2 separate regions of the Gossypium hirsutum genome follow, and region 2 is linked to region 1. A link is a contact called in public Hi-C data. All regions are on one chromosome and are shown on one strand. Each heading gives the region's core, a stretch centred on a gene start, on an enhancer-like site or on the middle of the called end of the contact. The rest is flanking DNA. Distances are from core to core; before and after follow the strand shown. Region 1 holds the start of LOC107900894 (O-glucosyltransferase rumi homolog). Region 2 holds the start of LOC107900890 (mediator of RNA polymerase II transcription subunit 2).

Region 1 (5,080 bases), core at 1,422-3,921:
AGAATTTAGTCTATATACTTTCATTTTTAGGATTTTAGTCTTTTTACTTTTTAGATTTTAAAAATTAGGTCCAACATTGTTATGATTATTTTGTTAAATTAAAGTTAATTTAGGTTTGTTACAACTTCATTTTCTTTAATAACATTGCTATCAAGTGAATATTTTTTTTATTTCAAAATGTTACACCAACATATTTAACATAAAAAATTAATAGTTTTAACAATTGAACTTGATTTTGATCTAAAAAGCAAAGGGATTAAACTTTTGGAAACAAAAATATAAGGACTAAATTCTAAATTATGAAGAGTACAAGGACCTATTGCATATTTAAACCCTTTCATTAATGAAAAGAAAGCGTAAAACCGAACAGGTGAAGACTGTTGCACAATTACACGAGCTATAGCGCAACCATCCCTATCCTCTTGCATCACAGGTAGCAGCTCCTCTAGTGGATGTTGCAGTATTTGCAGCCCTATCTCTCGCCCCACTGCCAATTTAGCCAATCGACCCGTCGCCTAGCATATCCTGAATTGCTTGAGCCATAGCATTGGCCGGTGGTCCTTTGATTCTATTCCTCAACGTTTGAACAACGCTTAAGTTATCCGACTCAATCATTAACCGTCGATATCCCTTTAACAAAGTTTTTAATACTAATTCAATCTAAATTATTTTTTTTAAGATTCAATTGATTTTTTTTACTAAATGCTCTTTAGATCTTTCACTTAAAAATAATAAAATAAACAAAGGAGATTTAAAATTCTATATTAATATTAACTATTTGTGCGGAATGTACAACTCTATTAATTGAAGAGGACAAGTTGAAATATAGACCGTTGGTGTTGCCGTGTCTGGTTGAATTTGACTTGTATAATTTCCTTAGATCTTCCCAGAGTTATTTGTGGCGTGGATTATGGTTGGGGCTATTGTTATTGTCATTCACATTCAAATGCAGTGGCTTATGCTGTCGATTATGACAATATATATATACATTTTTCATTTAAAATTAACAAATTTTTCCATAAAAAATAACTTGTCTATTACTTCACATCAAAAGTCTTATTACTTAAAGAACAGAAGACGAGTTCGCTACAGTTAGAGGGTTTTTACGGGATCATAATGGAAGATGAATTATTGGCTTTACTAGGTATTTGAGTAATTGTTCTGTCTTTGATTCTGAGCTTTGGGGCATTCTTGACGGGTTGAAACTCGCTTTTGATCAGAGATTTGAAAGAATTTTAATTCAGATAGATAGTATCGAAGCAGTTAATGTTATTCAAGATGGAGACCGAGATCAATTCATTATCTTTTGAAGCTTTTAAGTCAGTGGAGTATTCAGCATAACCCTCATGAAGAAAACAAAATTACAGATAGAACCTTAAGGATATACGTAACAGAAGAATTGAGTTAAAATTATCACAAGACCCATTTCAATATATTACACTTATTATTTAGCTTCTGATTTATAATTCTTTCCCACAAAAAATCTTACTACTTAGATTTGAGTGACAGTGCATTAAACCCAAAACAAGTTATGGATTTACATTTATTTAAGCAAATCAAAGTTGCTTCCTTTTTCTTCTTTATGTTAATATGTTGTTTCATTTGGACAAAAGAAATTAATACCCAAAAAATGTCAACTTTGTTTTAGGTAATAGGCAACACAAAGCAGAGCCTTAAATTCTGTGTTTGGTTGTAATCCTTTGTTCGGTAGAATAGCACTAGGAAAAATGAACTAATAGTTCATCCATTTTTTAATGGAGGGCGTTTTCTATCCATATTTATTTTTAGTATGATGTGTTTAATTTTTTTTTTATTTTTCGTTATAATATTATTATAATATTTATTTAATTTTATAATTATTGATATTTTTATACTAACTATAAATAAATGCATCGATCATATAAAATGGTTTAGAATAATTTTAACTAACGCAAAAAATAAATAAATAAAATTTTAGACTGGAATTCGAGAACCGTTGCTCACGAGTATGATGTATTGTTTAAAGGAGCAAAAAGAAAATGTGAATGAAAACGTGATAACATCCATCTCCGTTTTAAAAGCAAGAAAAATATTAACCAAAATTAACCTTCTCCTCCATGCGAAATGTGAGACTCTGTGCCTTACCACATGTTTATTTGCCACCAAGTCATGCCTTCTTTGATATTGTTTATTAAATATAGGCCAGAGATTTATATATAGTTTTGGATAAATTTTGCTATTAGCCCCTGTACTCTACGAAGTTGTGGATTTAGTTATTGTATTTTAATTTTGTCATTTTTAGTTTTTGTACTTTTTAAACTTTTAAATTTTAGTCTTCACCAAATAATAACTGTTAAATTCATTTGATTAAGGTCTATTATTTTCAAAATCTAATGCGACAAACATATTATCATTGTGTAATGCCATGTTAGCTTATTAGTTTCACATATTACTCACTAAAAAAATCAATTAATAGATTAATAACTATCATTTATTTCAAAATTAAAATTTCAAAAGTATATAAACTTAGAATGATCCAATTAAAGAATATGAGCTAAGTCTACAGCTGTACATATAATACAAGACTAGTAATTGAATCTAACAGAACAAATTTAACTTCTACTATTTTGTCCAAAGACTAAAATTTTAAAATTCAAAATGTATAAGGACTAAAATTGACCAATTTAAAGTGTACAAGTCTAAATTTGATCATATTAAAGTATAATGATTAAATCCATAATTTTTGCATAGCATAGGGACTAATAACAAAATTAAACCTATAGTTTACCTCTAGCCGCGACTTTCCCCACATAACCAAACTTTTTAAGTCATTAAGAAAGTTTCATTTGGCCTTAATACATAAACCTAAACGACATTCAATTCCGCCCTTGGCCTGCCCTTCTTAATTTGGTCTATTAGCTGATAAAGGATCGATCCTGGTTTGGTCGAGGTGGAGAAGTTTGAAGGGGCTTTGAGCTTAACAATGTTAGGTATAAAGAAGAAATACTATGTTAAACAAGAATTGGACGATGACAAGCCCTCCATCCATGGAAGAATGAAAAGGAACAATAATAATAATCAGAACCATCAAACTGGTTTCTGTCTTATGTCCATGTTGGAGTTACAAAAACCCATTATCGATACGCCTTGTCAGCCCGTCAAGAAGGCGGCGGCTTCCACAATCATCGCTGTCTTTCTCATTACCGTTCTGATGGTTTCCGTTGGTTGGCTTGATATTGTAAGTCTTGCACAACCCTTAATTATATATATGTATATGTATACGTATGTTTATAGCTGTTTTTTTTCTATGTAGTGCTTCTTTTCAGGTGTTTCTTCATATCAAAACATGGTCGTGGGTTCCAAATCAACAACGGCAAGACACAAGCCCGAGTTCCCACTCGAATGTTCCACTGAAAACCAGACACAAACATGTCGGAAGGACTATCCTACCACCACCGGTATTCCACCCATGAACACATCAAAAGTTGAATGCCCGTCGTTCTTCCGATGGATCCATGAAGATTTACGGCACTGGAAGCAGACAGGGATCAGCCGAGACATGATCGAGGGTGCACGCAAGACGGCGCATTTCAGACTGGTGATAGTGAAGGGAAAAGCATACGTAGAGAAATACAGGAACTCGATACAGACTAGAGATAAGTTCACTTTGTGGGGTATATTGCAGCTTCTAAGGATGTACCCTGGAAGGTTGCCGGACTTGGAGCTGATGTTCGATTGTGATGATCGGCCGGTGGTTCGTTCAAGGGATTTTCAGGGTCCAAATGCCCGACCACCGCCGTTGTTTCGGTATTGTGCTGATGAATGGAGCTTGGACATTGTGTTCCCGGATTGGTCCTTTTGGGGCTGGTAATAATGGATTAATTTACAAAATATATACGATTGCTTTTCTTTTTAGTGTTTATGAAACTAAGAGTGTGAAATGGTTAATTTGTTATTAGGGCTGAGACCAATATAAGGCCGTGGAGAAATGTATTGAAGGAGATAAAGAAGGGCAACGAGAGGAGGAAGTGGAAGGAAAGGGTGCCTTATGCTTATTGGAGAGGGAACCCCAGCGTCGCCCCTACTAGGAAGGACCTTATGAAATGCAATGCTACCGACAAAAATTACTGGAACACCCTCCTATACGTTCAGGTCAGTCAAAGATTTTACCATTTTCTCCCTTCTAAATGTGTACTGTCATAGAAATTTCCTTCGGTTGGGTTCCACCGCTAGATGCGCGTTGTTTCCGTGTTAAAGCGGAAGAAACAACATCCTTTTCTGTATTGGGAAAATTTTAGCCTGTATTGATCTACCAGTTCGTCCTGATAGTATCCGCCGATGCATACTATTTCCTATTATATTAAAGATTTAATTGAAATGTATTAATTAAAAAAGGTAAAATTTAATATTTTTAGATTTCTTTCTAGTGAATATTTTTACATTTAAAATATAATAAAAAATTCACTTACCCGATTATAAAAAAAAAGAAAAATCCTTACTCATCATCCAACTTCTTCTATATAAAAAAATCCCTCACCCTTTGAATTTTTTTTCTTATTAAATTTGAATTTATTGAATCGTAAATTTTTATTTGTAGAGTTTCTTAAGGATATTTTATATAATTAATAATTATTTTACATTTGAAACTTATTCAATATAATTTATTTTATAATTGTTAAAAAATATTGATAAATTCGAAACAGTATCTCGAAATAGACCAATATCAATACGAACTAATTTTAGTAGAAAAACGATGCGTCTATCGACGTAATATTTACAAATGGTAGAATTATTTGGCCCGCCTTATATTATAGATTAATTAATGAACAAAATTATAATTTGGGATTCTAAATAAAAATAACTTTACACATTAAAAAATATTGATTGGTATCCTTAATTGAGAAGGCATATTTTACAATGTTTTTAAGTGACATGAAAAAGAAAAGAAAAAAAAAAGCGTTGGAGTGTGCTTCAATGAAAGAGGGAAAATTTAAACGTTAAAAGATAATATTATAGGGAAGAGGATTCAAGAACTCTAATAATAGATCACAAAACAAATATGGAAGAAAAAATTATGAATTTTAAATGATACTAACTAAAT
Region 2 (5,080 bases), core at 1,769-4,268, 130 kb after region 1:
TGAATCCACAAAAAATTTCAACCTTATATTAGATATCTGCATTTGGATTTGCATGGTAAGCAAAGACAGATTTTGGAGTTGGATATTCGCATCTATTATTTGATTATCGAATACGGATTCGAATAATGAATATCCACAACAAATAATATTTTTAGTATCTGAATCCAAATATTTTCTGAATTTATAAAATTCGAAACGAATATCTAAATTCATAATCCTAATTGCGATGGGTTAAAAAGTCTTACGGGAGAAAGTAGAGCTGCCATCTTTTTCTTAAAGACGAAATATAACTATCAATTAAACCATACACAATAATTTGATAATAGTTTATATTGAATTTATAAAATATTGAAGTTCTTTTCGGCCAAATTTAAATTAATTATTTTGTTAAGAATAAATCACAATAAAATGAAAATAAATAATTTAAACGAATCAACTAAATATTTCAACGAAATAGCATAAAAATCAAAACAACAACATACTTTATAAATAAATAAAAATTAAAATCTTTATATATTTTTTATCACTTCGCCCTGCAGGATGACGTTGACAAACCATCAACGAATCCCGGACAAAATAAGTACTGTTGGTGGCTTTTCTTAGTCTATTATTCTGCGTAGACTATGGTTGACTCATTTACTTTTTTTTAGGGTAAAGTGCATTAAAAAATAAAATAACATTTAGACTCAAATTTTGATAATTTTTTTAAATTGATCCTCGAATATATTTTGTCCACGTTAATTCTGGATCTTAATATTTTTTAATTTAGTCCTTAAACACGAATTCCATTAAAATATAGTAGAGTGACACTTTAAGATAGTGCCATGTCATCATCTAAAAATTTTTAAATTTTATACAAAATCTAAAAAAATTATAACTTTTTTTTAAAAAATTCCAAATAGTGTTATGACATAATCTCAAAATATCATGTCTTCATATCTTGATAGAATCAAATTTTGGGATCAAATTAAAAGAAAACAGACTAATGTGAGAGAAAAATTTAAAATCAATATAAAAAAAAGAGACTAAATATTACTTTATCCTTGAAAAAGCTAACATAGGTTGCCGTACTGAGTTGCTCTCGTCTTTAATGATTTTGCCTTCACTTTTGGCTTGATTTCAGCAAAAAAAGATAAATTAAAAAAAATCAAGAACTAGAAGATTAAAATTTGTTTCAAATGGTGAAATTAGGCATATGGTCGGCAGGTCCAGACATTTTAGTACCAATGTCAAGACAAGTTGCTTTGGTTTTTTCTTATTACCAAACTTGACTTTTGAAAAGTTTCACATTTCACCTAACCTGCAGACACAACAATAGTAGCAGAGCAAGTTGTTTAGAAAAAATTCCGAAGACTAGACTGGTCGATGATGAAATGGACTTCAAACCCTTCTTTTTTCTAGTTTGTGAAGGCAGAGCTGTGGACTCTACGTGATGGGCTTCCCTTGGAAAAAAATGCGAACATCAAAGAAAATAGGTATGCGGATGCCCTCGCCTGTCGCGGATGCAAACTCTACTTTTGTTTGTATGCTTTTCCCATTGAATGTTTGATCCCTTTGATCCAAGCCGACTCCGAAGGGCATGTTACGTATCGAATTGTTCCTTAATCTATGAATGGTCCTTTCTCAAACCAAAAAACAAGGAGCAAAAAAGTTCATCTAAAGCTCAAACCCATTTGATCAGAGGCACGTTAATGTGTCTTGGCTAAACTTTTTCATTAGATGTCCTTTCCTAGTAAGAAAGACAACAATATGAAACTCTATACCATTCAATATTTGACCATTCAACAATGAAGTATGAACTATGAAAAAACCAGACCACCCACCCTAAATCTTATGCCAAATAACTAAAAACCCATGCAAGATTGCAACTGAACCGATGGCTTGATTTACCCCATCTACCCATTACTAACAATGCAAACATGCAAAGCAATTTCCTATCTTTCCAAATTTATTCATCAAATGTCAACAGTATTTCCCAAAATTTCCATCATTGGCCACAGCATAGATCATAAAACTCTTTAACAAAAACATTACATTTGACTTGCTGTTAAACGAAAAGGGTAAGCTACCATGCCAAGTTGAACTTCATCAAACAGCTAGCGAAATTTACTAAAACCTTAATATAAACATTCATAAGTATTGCCATCCTCTTTAACGCACTGTTGCACACTAGCACTTAAACAACCATCAATGGAAGCAATTATATTGTCTCACTTTCCATGTACTCCAAACTGATATACATTTTTAACTAAGAAAATTGATTTGCTAAAATAGATTCATTAACCAATATTATGCTGTCATACCCAAAAAGATTCTCATTTCTCAAGCTAACATATGCATTCATCTCAATAATCAAAATTTAACAGAAATAAAAAGAAGAAGAAGAAGAAGAGGATATTGAATATTCCCTCTAAAATTACATAACCATGAAGCTCATTTGTCAAGCTCCATTGCTTGAGCTGCTTTAGCTTTAGCAACTTCAGTTAACTTGGTCTTCAATTTTCTTTTCCCTACTTGAAACCCACTTCCACCTTTCTTCTTTTTCTTCTCACTACCATCAACCTAATTAACATTACAGATTTATTCATGATATAAGTCCTTAAATAAATAAAGTTTATTAACAAATGAAAGAATAAAAGGCTTTACCTTCATCTTATTCTTCTTCGCTTGAAGCTTCTTAACCTTCTTTTCTTTCTCTTCTCTCTCCCCTAATTCGACAAGACAAACACAAAATCATAAATCACTGAAAAGAAAACCCAAAGGAGAAAGGGGAAATAATTGAAGAAATTCGTACTTTGGAGATCGAATTCGTGCTGCTTTTTCCTACGAGATAAATTATTCTTCTTCGACATATTCCTTTGTAGGCACCGCCTCCAATTTCACTGCTCTTCCTCTTCTGTGCTTAAACCTAACCCTAACCTTTATCTGGGTGGTTTTTTTTTTCTTTTAATTCTTTATTTGGTTTTTAGGACATGGAGGGTTTTGTACTTCTTTTTTTTGGCGTTTTCGCCTCTTAAATTTTCTAGTTTCTCACTATTGCCTTCTAACCTTTTGTTCTTTCGCGAAAATTGGTAACTTTTGGGCCTGACATTATGGCCATTGACCACCGTTGGGTCCATTTGAATGGGTTGGGGCTGAGATTATCTTTGATAAGAATGGCAATGAGATGAAAATCAACATCAAGGGCAGTAATAATATGATTATGAATTAAGTTTGTATAAAATTTAAGGTTTATATTTTCACCCAAATCAAGATTAAGTACATATAATATTGATACTATAAATTAACCCAACCTAGACTTGACTTGACCTAATCAATGAACACTAATATTTTGTGTTTATATGATATTGATATTATGGATTAGCTGATACAACATATAAACATTAATATTCTGTGTCTAATTACTTTGCAATTTACGTATTTACTCCATTCATATAACTAATGAGGAACTTTTTGAGGATAACAACGAAACGAGCATCTGTAATTTTTTACTTCGTTAAAAGTAATACATTGTGAAAAACTCTTCCCCTAAACGCTTCTCCTCCTTCACTCTTCCTTGGTCTTACCCTTTTGCGCTTCCTTGGTGGCCAGTGGGCGACCCATCATCGCCCCCTCCATGCTGGCCTTCTCCCAAACTCCCTTTTCTCTCTTTCTTCCATATCTCCCCATTTACCCCTCCTCTCCCTTTCTTCTCCCTCCATTTCCTCCTCTCCCTTTCCTTGTTGGTTGTCGGATGTCTCCTTTGCCTCCGCTTGTTTTTTTCCGGCTTAAAGAGGACTTTTTGGAGAAATAATATCTTGGCCTTGTGTAGGCCCTCAACTTTTCTTGGTGGGAGACCTGATCGAGGCCATCGCCTCTTCAAAGGATGCGAGATTTTGTCATCCTCTATATCTTAAGATGTAAGGATACGACAAGTTTTCTTGGTCTACTACTGGACTTTCGATCAAGCAATCGTACCGATTCTTTACATTATGTTTAACTATGGACTTTACTTGTTCCTTTGTCCCAGGGGCTTTCCAGCCTTTATTTCTTTATTCTGTAATGCTATTAATAAAAAAGATCAGTATCGAGCAATGCAAAAAATCATACATACGTACATACGTCTTGAAACCCTAATAAGCACGTTTCACTACAATCATTTGATGTTAATATTAAGGTAGAGCTCCAAAAGCATTTACTGTTAAAGTCATTATTTAGCCAACAATACATATCAGAAACACGTCACTCACCTAAACTTGCTTGAGCACTACGAAATAATTCCTTGGTTACTCCATAATAGACTGATTTGTTACCTGTAAAGGTGATAAAGTTCCACCCGAATGCTGATCCCCCAACAATATATGACCCGGGAGCTTCACCATTTTCGGATTGTTGTTTATCTAAGACACTACTTGACCGAAAAGCATTGTTTTCGGAAGATATTGCCGGCTTAACAAGTTGTGGCTGCTCTTCTGGGTTCTGCTTCATTCCAGATTCACTTGGCACTGGTTGGTTTACTGCTGCATTATTACATTTCTCTATGGGAACTGTTTCAGCCATTACCTGCTTGTATAACTCCACCAAAAGCTTCATATCTGCAGATTGTAAATCACGAATTCAAAACAACATTAAACCCAAATTGTAAATCAGACATAAATACATGATGCCACCTTAAGAGAATGGATGCTTATGAAAGAAGAGATTCAAGACATAGGGATATTAAAACCCATTAATAATTTATGCCAAACTTGGGAATAAACTATTTATATGTGAAAGTTAGGGCAGGCCTGCCCTGATGATACTCTGTTTCTCAACTATTTTCTCAATATCTAACTAGGGTTGGTAGCGGGTTAGATATTAATATCCAAATATTATCTGAATACGTGGGTATCCAAACTTGCACCATCCACTACCATGCCATCCTTATGGTCTAATCTAACAGGTTGGTTAAACAAGTCAAATAGGGCTCAGAGTAGTAGGCTAACTCGAATTGGAGTTATGCAACATTTTGTGACTTTACATAAAATTTAGTGATTCAACAGGAAATATTCGAAGTTAATCATAGCTAATAAATGAAAAACAAACTAACAATATGAATCAT

The links. Hi-C and Micro-C count contacts between places; a contact is called where the count stands out from the background.
Region 2: a contact with region 1 is called in a Hi-C map of leaf, with 2.5 times the contacts expected there. The contact joins the promoter of LOC107900890 here to the promoter of LOC107900894 in region 1. A contact is called at or near these places in 3 of 34 Hi-C or Micro-C datasets (hypocotyl and leaf).

The regions. Positions count from the first base shown.
Region 1 is chrD08:50,842,081-50,847,160 of Gossypium_hirsutum_v2.1, forward strand. It overlaps LOC107900894 (O-glucosyltransferase rumi homolog), which reads left to right and starts at 2,672. Exons shown (of 6, transcript XM_016826670.2): 1 at 2,672-3,217; 2 at 3,293-3,846; 3 at 3,939-4,131. The coding sequence starts at 2,963.
Region 2 is chrD08:50,976,280-50,981,359 of Gossypium_hirsutum_v2.1, forward strand. It overlaps LOC107900890 (mediator of RNA polymerase II transcription subunit 2), which reads right to left and starts at 3,019. Exons shown (of 3, transcript XM_016826651.2): 1 at 2,795-3,019; 2 at 2,647-2,708; 3 at 2,262-2,562. The coding sequence starts at 2,852. The coding sequence ends at 2,434. LOC107900888 reads right to left here. Exons shown (of 4, transcript XM_041098294.1): 3 at 4,293-4,574; 4 at 3,461-4,044. The coding sequence ends at 3,989.